Linked DNA regions of Sus scrofa: region 1 is linked to region 2. Evidence: chromatin contacts called from public Hi-C data. All regions are on one chromosome and are shown on one strand. Each heading gives the region's core, a stretch centred on a gene start, on an enhancer-like site or on the middle of the called end of the contact. The rest is flanking DNA. Distances are from core to core; before and after follow the strand shown.

What was found. Hi-C and Micro-C count contacts between places; a contact is called where the count stands out from the background.
Region 1: a contact with region 2 is called in a Hi-C map of skeletal muscle, with 4 times the contacts expected there. The contact joins the promoter of SASS6 here to the promoter of DBT in region 2. A contact is called at or near these places in 1 of 5 promoter capture datasets (liver), 11 of 47 Hi-C or Micro-C datasets (differentiating spermatogonia, embryonic fibroblasts, fetal heart ventricle and 6 more) and 2 of 2 datasets of contacts at active chromatin or transcription factors (alveolar macrophages and skeletal muscle).

What each region holds. Positions count from the first base shown.
Region 1 is chr4:117,984,091-117,989,024 of Sscrofa11.1, forward strand. SASS6 (spindle assembly abnormal protein 6 homolog) reads left to right here and starts at 1,509. Exons shown (of 17, transcript XM_021090148.1): 1 at 1,509-1,845. The coding sequence starts at 1,529. TRMT13 (tRNA:m(4)X modification enzyme TRM13 homolog) reads right to left here and starts at 1,543. Exons shown (of 10, transcript XR_002343574.1): 1 at 1,292-1,543.
Region 2 is chr4:117,881,377-117,886,810 of Sscrofa11.1, forward strand. DBT (lipoamide acyltransferase component of branched-chain alpha-keto acid dehydrogenase complex, mitochondrial) reads left to right here and starts at 3,281. Exons shown (of 11, transcript XM_003481505.4): 1 at 3,281-3,434. The coding sequence starts at 3,384.

The sequences.
Region 1 (4,934 bases), core at 259-2,758, 100 kb after region 2:
TACATAATAAATTACAGATTCAGTAGGATGCCCCAAATTGAAAACCAAATCATAATCATGGAACGTGTCTCCACTTGGTATTTTGCAACCTTTCTTTAAGGGATTAATAACATGATGTTATTCCTTTCTAGGAATACAAATCACTCTGTAAGGACCTATTTCTATTCTACTACTCTCAGCATCTGCAGTCACCTTCTGGACGTCTGGTCACGGTGAAGTGTAAGGTCTTAGAGTGAGGACAAAGGCCTCCTCCAATCATAAAGCTCATTTTTCGATCAGGGGATGTTTGCTGGTCCCCTCAAAACCAGCCAAGGCAACAGTGAGTGTACTTCAAAGAGTCCTTGTAAGTCACAAGTCACTTACATTCCAAAACAAGAATCTGCTTGTTTTAGTACACTTCACTCTACGCAAATGTCAGTCAAATCAACACATGAAGTACAGCTTTGGCTATGAGGGACAGTAGCAGATGGCAGGGCTGGAGGGGGTGTGTGTGCGCGCGCGCACGCGCATCTGTATTAGACATTGCCTAGCAGGAGAAACCATCGGACTCACAAAGAAAAGAAATGTAAATAACACCGGACATTCAGAAGACATGAAATCAGATGCTTGTCTATTTGGTTTAATTGTTCTAAAAGCTATCAAACATGCTCTTTCTATAAGCATTCTGCTCTTGCTGTTTTTAAAATTTTCTATCATATATCTCCTAAAGAAAAACACATACATAAAGATATATAGTTCGACATCACAATCATACGTTTAATGGAACAAAATCATACAGTTTCTGTTCTCAGTGTTGAGTCAATTCTTACATGTTTTTAAATCTTTCCTTCCCCTTTGCAGCAAAGTAGTTATTAGTTGCTTTCAAAAGACTGTACATCTAATTCACAAGAAGTGACTCACAATAATTCACAAGAAGTGATTATCGTTCACAAAACAATGAAAACACAATGAGTGAAACCTTGGGATCTGTCTTCTTTCTAAACCACCACTTCCCATCAGGAAGGCGGAGAGTGAGCGGAGCGCAAGAAGCGGTAGTCTGCGGTAAAACTACAATCTAGCGTTACCACGAGTTGGTATCAAGATAAACGGGTCACTGCTGGCGCTTTACTTAGTACAAGACAACACTGCACTTCACTACGGCTCATCATCGCTCCCTAGGGAGGCCAGGACTGCGTTTATCACGGGAAAAGCTGGAAACTCCAGGGGACAGAAGCAGAAATCTGTCAGAGAGGGAAAGTGCCGGACCAGGAAACTTATTTCCGACCCTCGAGAGGGTAAGGCGATACCAGACCTCCGCCGCTCCAGCGTGTTCACCACAGAACCTTTTCCCCGCTGCCACCACCATCCTGCAGAACCGCTTCTTCTTTTCCACATAGTAACCGCATCGCCCCTCTGCTGGAGAGTCAGTTCCATGCGGTGTCGGCGCAGAAGCCGCCATAATTCAGGGCTTACTTCAGGTAGCAAGCATCGATCCGGCGAAGAGAGGAAAAGTTGTTAGCGCCTCTCGGGTTCCCTTCCCTTAACAAATATGGCGGCCTCGGATCCCGCCACGCAGGAGGGTACCCGGAACGACCGCCCAGCCGTCACAAAACCGGAAGAAGCTGATGGTGGCCGGCGAGGCCCAAACCTCCTCCGTATCGTCTCTGCTTCACTTTCCCCGCCTCTTCCGCGGAAGCCGAGCGCCAAACTTAAACAGGCCCCGGAGGCCTTTCAGGCTAGTACCGCTGACCCGCCGGCCCGTTTGGGTTTTTCCGCACACCGGCCGGGGCAGGGGTTCAGCATGAGCCAGATTCTGTTCCAGCAACTCGTCCCGTTGCAGGTGAAATGTAAAGACTGCGAGGAGAGGTGAGGGCCGCGTTACTCTGTGCCCGCGGGTGGCGGTTAGGGGTCGGGCCAAGGGGGAAAGATGGCGGCTCCGGCCGGTGGGCCCCGGCCTGCGCTGGGTGTGCGGCCCATCTCCCCGGGCCGCGGAGACAGAGCTGGCTGGGACCTCGTGGTCGTTTCAAAGTCTGCCGTTGCTGGGGAGGGAAGAGTGAGGAATGGGTCGCCGACCCGCATCAGTTTTTGTGTGTGTTTTTTTTTAAGTCTTATCTCTGGATGTTGTCATGGAGATGATAGCCCATTTCTCTTTTTGACGGATAAGAAGTCTGGCTCAGAGAAATTAAGTAATTTGCGTGAGAGCTCACGAGTTCACGGCGGGCGGGCACTAGAATTCAGGCTTTGGCTCACGGCCCTTTTTCCCCCCTCTCTCCTTTGAACGCTACTGGAAGTAAATGCAAGGTTAGACTTAAAAAAAAAAAAAAAACTCTACAAATTTGTGGTGTATTGCCTCTCTTTCGTCATAGTTACTAAAAATAAATTACGTGTAATAAATTGAAAAACAATTGTTGAAAACCATATATTCATTTAGTCATTCAACAAACGTTGAACACTCTTCCTGGGCACCGGGGATACAGTGATCAGGAGAGTTCTTGTGTTGGTGGAGTTTACAGTCTGGTGAGGGTGGAAATAAAGGCCAGTATCACAGATAAATGTAAAAGTTACAACTTTGGTTAAAGAGGTGGTGCTGTTGAGGCCGAAGTAGGGAGATTTGGCAGGAGATTTCAATTTTGTCTCAAGTGCACCACTCAGTGTCAGCTGGCTCCTCTCTGAACCTTGATTTTCCTCATTAGTAAAGCTGATAAAACATGGCTACCTACATGGTTGGTTGTTAATGAGGATCAGGTGTGAAAATATATGTGAAAACTAAGTGGTGTGGAAATGTGACATTAAAAGAAATGAAGACATTGATTTGTTGAGCTGCCAGTGATGTGAAATTAGTATGTAGTTCAGAATTAGGTCCAGAATCAATTGGCAAGCCAGGGAGGAGATGGTACCAAAACCAGCAGCTGTAAATGGAGATTTGTAGACTAGTTGGTTATTCTTTTGTGCTGCCCAATATGGGAGCCACTATGTTTATTGGACATTTGAAATGGAGCTAATCGGAACCGATGTGGCATGAGTAAAATGCACGTTGGACTTTGAAAACTTACTATGAGAAAAAAGGTATGTAAAATGTTTCCATTTTTATATTGATGGAATTTATAAATCATTATCTTAACATGTATTTTGCATTTTGCATATATAGGCAATATTTTGGATATATAGGGTTAAATATTAAAATTAATTTATCCGTTTTAATTTTTTAAATGTGGCTTCTAAAAAGTTAAAGATTACATAGGTGGCTTCATTGTATCTCTGTTGGACAGCCCTGTTCTGGAATGATTATAGAGAGATAAAATGTTGGGGGGGCATAATTTCTGATTCCAATATTGAAACTCCTAGCACTTCTTCATCTCATTACATTGTCATCACAGTTACCTCCTTAAAACACTATTTCAGCCTTTTCATTTCTCTTGCTTAGAAAGGTTTCATGTATTCCTTTCTCCTGCAGCAGGGGTCAGCACACTATTAGAGCCCATGGACCAAATGGCCCACTGCCTTTTTTTGTAAAGCTTTATTTTATATTTTTACAGTAGCATCTGTAGCATAAGGAAGTTCCCCAGCCAGGGGTTGAATTGGAGCTGCAGCTGAGGCCTACACCACAGCCACAGCAATGCCAGGTCTTTAACCCATTGGGTGAGGCCAGGAATCGAACCCACATCCTCATAGAGGCAATGTCAGGTCCTTAATCCACTGCACCGCAACGGGAAACCTGATAAAGCTCTGTTAAATGCAGCTGTTCTCATCTGTTCAAGAATTACCTATTGCTGCTTCTGTGCTGTAAGGGCAGAAATGAATAAATGTAACAGAGACCTTATGGCCTGCAAAGCCTAAAATATTTACCATGTGGCCCTTGACTTACAGGAAAAACAATCCAGGCTCTTTAAACAATCCAGTTCAACACTTGTTTGTGAATGCCTACTGTGTATTAGGCGCTGTCCTAGGTGCTGAGGATATAAAGCTCCCTTCCTCCAACAACAGCAGCAAAAAAAGTTTTCATTCTAGCCGTCAAGGATCTCACACTTTAATAAGGAAAACAGAAAGGTTTTTCTTTTTTGGAGAGGCAGCATGGCACAGGCTAAGAGTTCAGGCTCTGGAGCCAGATTGTCTGGGTTTAAATTCCAGTTCTACCGCTTTCTGTTTGGTTATGTACAATTTTTCTTACTTAAATTCCCTGTGCCTCATCTTTAAATTGATGAAAATGAAAGTACCTGCCTTTTGCGGTTATTATGAGCATGAAGTCAATTCATACATATGAAGTGTTTAAAACAGTGCCTGGAACTCAAAGAGCATTCTCTAAACATTAGGTATTTTTAAAGTGTGATTAATACATGAAGTAATATAAATGAACTAAAGCCATAGAGAAGAAGGAACTTGAGTTGCAAACAGTGGTAGTGCTCAGAGAACTTGGAGGAGAGTGATGCAAAACTTTGAAGCCCATGGTTTGACTCTAACCTGCTTTTTTCATTTTTTTATTTCCTGAGCTCCTCTCCTCAATACCTTAGGCACACAAGACTACTTGTTAGCTTCTGAGTCTACCTGCTATTCTCTCAATACTGAACTTTTTTTTTCTTATAAAAATTTTTTAATTGTTATTTCCCCAATACAATTTTTTTTCTACTGTACAGCATGGTGACCCAGTTACACATAAATTTATACATTCTTTTTTTCTCATATTATCATGCTCCATAAGTGACTAGACATAGTTCTCAGTGCTACACAGCAGGATCTCATTGCTAATCCATTCCTAAAGCAATAGATTTTATTTATTAACCCCAAGCTCCCAATCCCTCCCACTCCCTCCCCCTTGGCCACCACAAGTCTATTCTCCAAGTCCATGATTTATTTTCTTTTCTGTGGAAAGGTTCATTTGTGCCACATACTAGATTCCAGATATAAGTGATATCATATGGTCAATACCCGTACCTTTATTCCTGCTCATCCTTCTACCT
Region 2 (5,434 bases), core at 2,031-4,530:
TCATGTTAAAGCATGCACCAATACGATCTTGGAGAGACAGCAGTGAGTGATGGCTTGAAATGAAATCCTTTTTTTTTTTTTTTGGCTTTTTAGGGCCACACCCAGGGCATATGGAATTTCACAGGCTAGGAGTCCAGTTGAAGCTATAGCTGCTGCCCTACACCACAGCCACAACAATGTGGGATCTGAGTTGCGTCTGTGACCTACACCACAGCTCTTGGCAACACTGGATTTTTTTTTTTTTTTTTTTTTTTTTTTGTCTTTTTGCTATTTCTTGGGCCGCTCCTGCGGCATATGGAGGTTCCCAGGTTAGGGGTCGAATCGGAGCTGTAGCCACTGGCCTACGCCAGAGCCACAGCAACACGGGATCTGAGCCGTGTCTGCAACCTACACCACAGCTCACAGCAACGCCGGACCCTTAACCCACTGAGCAAGGGCAGGGACCGAACCCGCAACCTCATGGTTCCTAGTCGGATTCGTTAACCACTGCGCCACGACGGGAACTCCAACACTGGATTTTTAACCCACTGAGTGAGGCTAGGGATCGAACCTGTGTCCTCATGGATACTGGTCGAGCTCGTTACTGCTTAGACACAACAGGAACTCCTGGATCGAGATCTTAATTCTCTGCTCTGGAATTAAACCTGGGCAGCCTGAATGAGGACCAGGAATCCTATCTGCTAGACCAGCTAGAAGCTAAAATCAGAATTTCCCTGATTTGCCCACATTGAAAGCAGGACTGTTTCAAGGAGGCAAACACTGTAAAAACAGGTACAAAGTTTATTTTTAGAAACACAGTACATCATGTGAGAGATCAAACAGAGAAGTAATTTAAGTCAGAAGCAAAGCAGTGATACACTCCTAAGAGTCCCCCTATACCTGAGAGGTGATTTAAATCACTTAAACAGGATAGTTCTGGGTCTTTGTTTTCCTTTGGCCAATTATCTTCTTTTATTTCTCACACCTGACCAGACCCAAGGCCCTCCCTGTATGCATGCACATCTTTTGGCTAAGACGAATTTCAGGACAAAGGGTTGTGAGAAGGTATCAACTTATTCGGGCCTGGTACCCCCTCCGTTTTTGACCCCTAGGAGTCTTGATGCCTATGTGTAATTAGGGATGTCTCCTTGATCCCAGGAGTGATTGATGTCATCTTTTACCCCAGCAGAGCTCAGCTCCTGCCATTAACTTTCTCCTTGAAGTGTCAAAGAGAAACAAGGCCCAATTTCCTCCACCTAGTAATTCCCATCTGTGTTCAGCTGAGGGGCCCATCTCCTCCTACCTCAAATATTTTATTTATTTATTTATTATTTTGATGAGAGTTGCAACGTTTATTTCACGTTCTCTCTCTCTTTTTTGCCACACAGGCAGTATATGGGAATTCCTGGGCCCGGGATCAAACCTGCTCCGCACAGCAGCAGCCAGAGCCACAGTGGTGAGAATGCAGGAGTCTCAACCTGTTAGGCCATCAGAGAACTCCCAATACTTGAATCATTGTTAGTGATGAATGATATTCCATTATATGAATCCACCACATTTTGTTTATTCATTCGTGTATTGAAGGACATTTGGGCTATTTCTAGTTTGGGGCTAATAGGAATAAGGCTGTTACAATCATTCTTGTGCTAGTTTGTGTGGACTTATGTTTTTATTTCTGTTGGGTACCCTAGGAATGGAATTGCCAGGTAATAACCATTTTATTCACTTTTTAAAAAGAAGACGTGGGTTATCTGGTTATTTGGAGCCCAGGTGAAAGGATTAACTAGTGAATAGATGACAAATCTCTTGATATTGGAAGGAAAGATAAGGCAACATAAAATGAAGTTGGGAAGCAGTAATCCACAGAGGTAAAAAAAAAAATGTGAAAGAAAAGAAAACAGATAGTTTCTTGGGAGAAGGTAAAGTTAGGTAAAGTAGAAAAACGTGGGGAATTCCCCGTTTTGGCTCCATGGGTTAAGAACCCTACATGGTGCGGGTTTGATCCCTGGCCTCACTCAGTGGGTTAAGGATCTGGAGTTACTGCAAATTTCGGTGCAGGTCCCACGTTGCTGTGGCTATGGTGTAGGCTGGCAGCTGCAGACCCATAGCCCAGGAACGTCCATATGCACAGGTATGGCCCTGAAAAGAAAAGGGAAAAAAAAAAAAAAAAGAGGAAGAAGGTGTTATAGGGACCTTGGGAAGAAAAATAATTCAGTTCAAAGGCATAGCTACTTTACCTCTTTATACAAACACAGGCATATAGTATATTTTTAGTACCTATAAAATATTTTGTTGGAAAGTTAAAAAAATCAAAGTAGCAGAAGAGAGAGAGAGAATACACTGAAAGGCAAATAAGGCAAAAGTCTGACTTTGAGTAATATTAGTGAATTTATGAAATACATGAAATTTTGTTTTACAGCCACTCATCTTCAGTGTTGAGGATTTATGATTTTTCCTTTGTTCTGGCCTTTTCCTCTGTAATTCTTTAGACATCTGTACAGATTTTCATTCCTATTTAAGAGGCTAGAATAGAAAAGTATCATCCTGGACATTTCTACCAATTAGTTTCCTAGTTGCTGTGAGGAGGATTGACAATTAAAGCGCTAATCTTTTCTTTATCGGTTTCACCGACATCTATTCGGCATTTCTCCATGAGGCAGGTAAATCCAGGTACTGTGTCTGTGATGTATATTGCCTGTGTTGGGTAGCAACATCGTGCAGCATTATCCCAGAAGGAGAGGTAACCTCGATGACGTTTATCTCAAACCTGGTAGTCTTGTTCATCTTCCATGAAAAAAAAATCTAAAAGCCAATTTCAGTAACCAAGAACTTTCAATGAAGTGAGAAATGCCAGGCATTAGGAAGTATTCCAGCATAGACTTGACTCCACCATGGGTACAGACCCTTGCTACAGAGTACAGTACCGTCTCCTGTAACCAAGGTGGTTATATTAACAAGCTGAAGGAATGTTTCTGTTTTGTTTTGTTTTTTTTCCTTCCTACTTATCCTGCAGATCTTACTTCAACCTAAATTTCTCCAGGTGAATACCCTTCATGTTTCTTTAACATACTCTATTTCCTCCGTTACTTGGACCGAAAAGACGATCGTGAGGGCACATTACTTACACAGCAGTGCTTTACTCAGAAGCGTCACGGAAATTAAATTTGCACTGCCCTCCTCCCCACTTGGCTCCCCTCCCCCAGGCTCTTTCCCTCTCCGCAGGGCGCCCCGCCCCCTCTGGGGTTATTCTCAGCCCCGCCCCGCTCCCTGGTTGGCTCTTGGGTGGGAGGCTCGTTCCTTCGCTCTCCACCCGAGGCTTGGGGGAGGCGCGTTTTCCGGCTCCGGATAGGTCCCCGCCGGGGCAGCTCGTCCAACCCCGGAGCAGTTGTCATTTCCGGAGTAAGATGGCTGCAGCGCGTGTGCTGAGGACCTGGAGCCGCAATGCTGGGCGGCTGGTAAGCAGGTTGGGCAGATCTGAGGTCGGGAAGATGTGGTTGTCCGGCGTCACCTGGGGGAGGTGTGTTAACTTTGTCCTCCGAGTGCCTCGCGTGCAGGTCTCGCGTGATGGAAAGGTGGAGGGATGTGTGCACAACGAAGGGCAGCGAAGGTGGCGAGCCAACCTGGCTGGAGACCCAGTTTCTCTCCTTACCTGCGTGCGCTTCTGAGGTAACCCGGTCTTCCTCCCGCTCCATCTGAACCCCAAAGCCCAGCTCGACTTTGGCCCAGTAGCCATTCACTGAGCACCCTCTGGGTACCGGGCACTGGAGGTACGGAGATATACTATATTCATTCAGCATTTATTGAGCATCTCTTTGTCCCGGACGCTGGTAATTACGACTCCTGCCCTCGAGGAATTTACAGTCCAGAGGAGGAGACTGGGCAAGGAAACAACTCCTTAAGTCCTTGCTTGAGCAGCGGAGAGGTTCAAGCTTTGTTCTTTGGGCTTATACTTGCCTCCTACATCTGCACCGGTATCTTTCCAAACTTTTGTATCACCAGAGTTACCATTCATCACTATTTCCCCTTCTTGTCTCCCCTTTGACACAGTTCCCTTTGCTGAGATGAAACTGTTAACATCCCTGTAAGCATAGTGTTTCGTCCTATTTGCATAGCGTTTATCGTCCTGAGTCCACTCTTTTGGATTTTTCTACAGTGTTCGACCCCTGACGTTACAAAACCTTTCAAGAGCCTGCTATGTAGCAGGTACAGTGCTAGGAATTGGGGATGCAAATGTGAATAAGACTAGACTGAACTCTACCCTCTCAGTTTAATTACAGCCGTGCTGTCTGGCACAGGGCAGAGAGAGAAGGATATTAAACAAGCAATTACAGCACAGCACGAAAAGATGAGGCAAATGCCCAGAAAATACTGTGAGATTTGAAATTTGTGAAAACTAAGTAGGAGGTAACCAGAAGAAAGCCTGCCTTCTTTTGAAAGCTCTTCATCCTTGTTTTCTCTGACACCAACTTCCCGATATTACTCTTCCCACATCTTTGAACACTTGATCCCAACCTCCTCCTTTTTCCCTGCCTAACTGGTAAATATTGGTGTTTCTAAAGGTTCTGACTTGGCAGTCTGTATTTCATGCACGTCCTGGGTTACCTCATCCAGTTCTTTGATTTAAGTTGCCATTTATATGCTGATGATTCCTGAAGTTCCCATCTCTGAGCCAGCTCTACTCCAGACCTATCATATGTCTTACTCTCCTGGAAATCTTCAAATTGAATGTGTATTAGGTGTTTGTCAGCTATTAAGTAATAAACCCAATCAATATGTACATGTGTATACAAATAAGTACCTGTGTTAAGTACCTGTGTATACAAAACACCTGACAGGTGGCACCTGGCACTGATTAAATGGTTCATCCTTATCAGGGTTCTTATTTCATCAGTTCATTTGGCCTTTCTCTCAGGATCACGGGACGGCTGCTATAACTATGTGTTCAAAGAAAGAAAGAAAGTGTTGAAACACTGAGACTCACTGGCTAGAACTGTGTTACAGGGGAGCTTGGAAGGGCTAGTCTTGAGCCATCTCACAGTGTTTGCTCTAAGGCCTCCAAGCCGCATTAGACCCTAGGCTCTGTAACTAAACCCTCAAACCTGGTTCTCTTGATTCTAGCCTGGAAGTCTCTCAAAAATCTAGTCCCTGGAGTTCCCGTCGTGGCGCAGTGGTTAACGAATCCGACTAGGAACCATGAGGTTGCGGGTTCGGTCCCTGCCCTTGCTCAGTGGGTTAATGATCCGGCGTTGCCGTGAGCTGTGGTGTAGGTTGCAGACGCGGCTCGGATCCCACGTTGCTGTGGCTGTGGTGTAGGCCGGTGGCTACAGCTCCAATTCGACCCCTAGCCTGGGAACCTCCATATGCCGCGGGAGCGGCCCAAAAAGACAAAAAAAAAAAAAAAAATCTAGTCCCTGTCTCCAATTACAGATAATCCCTAGATCTTCCTAAACTGGGC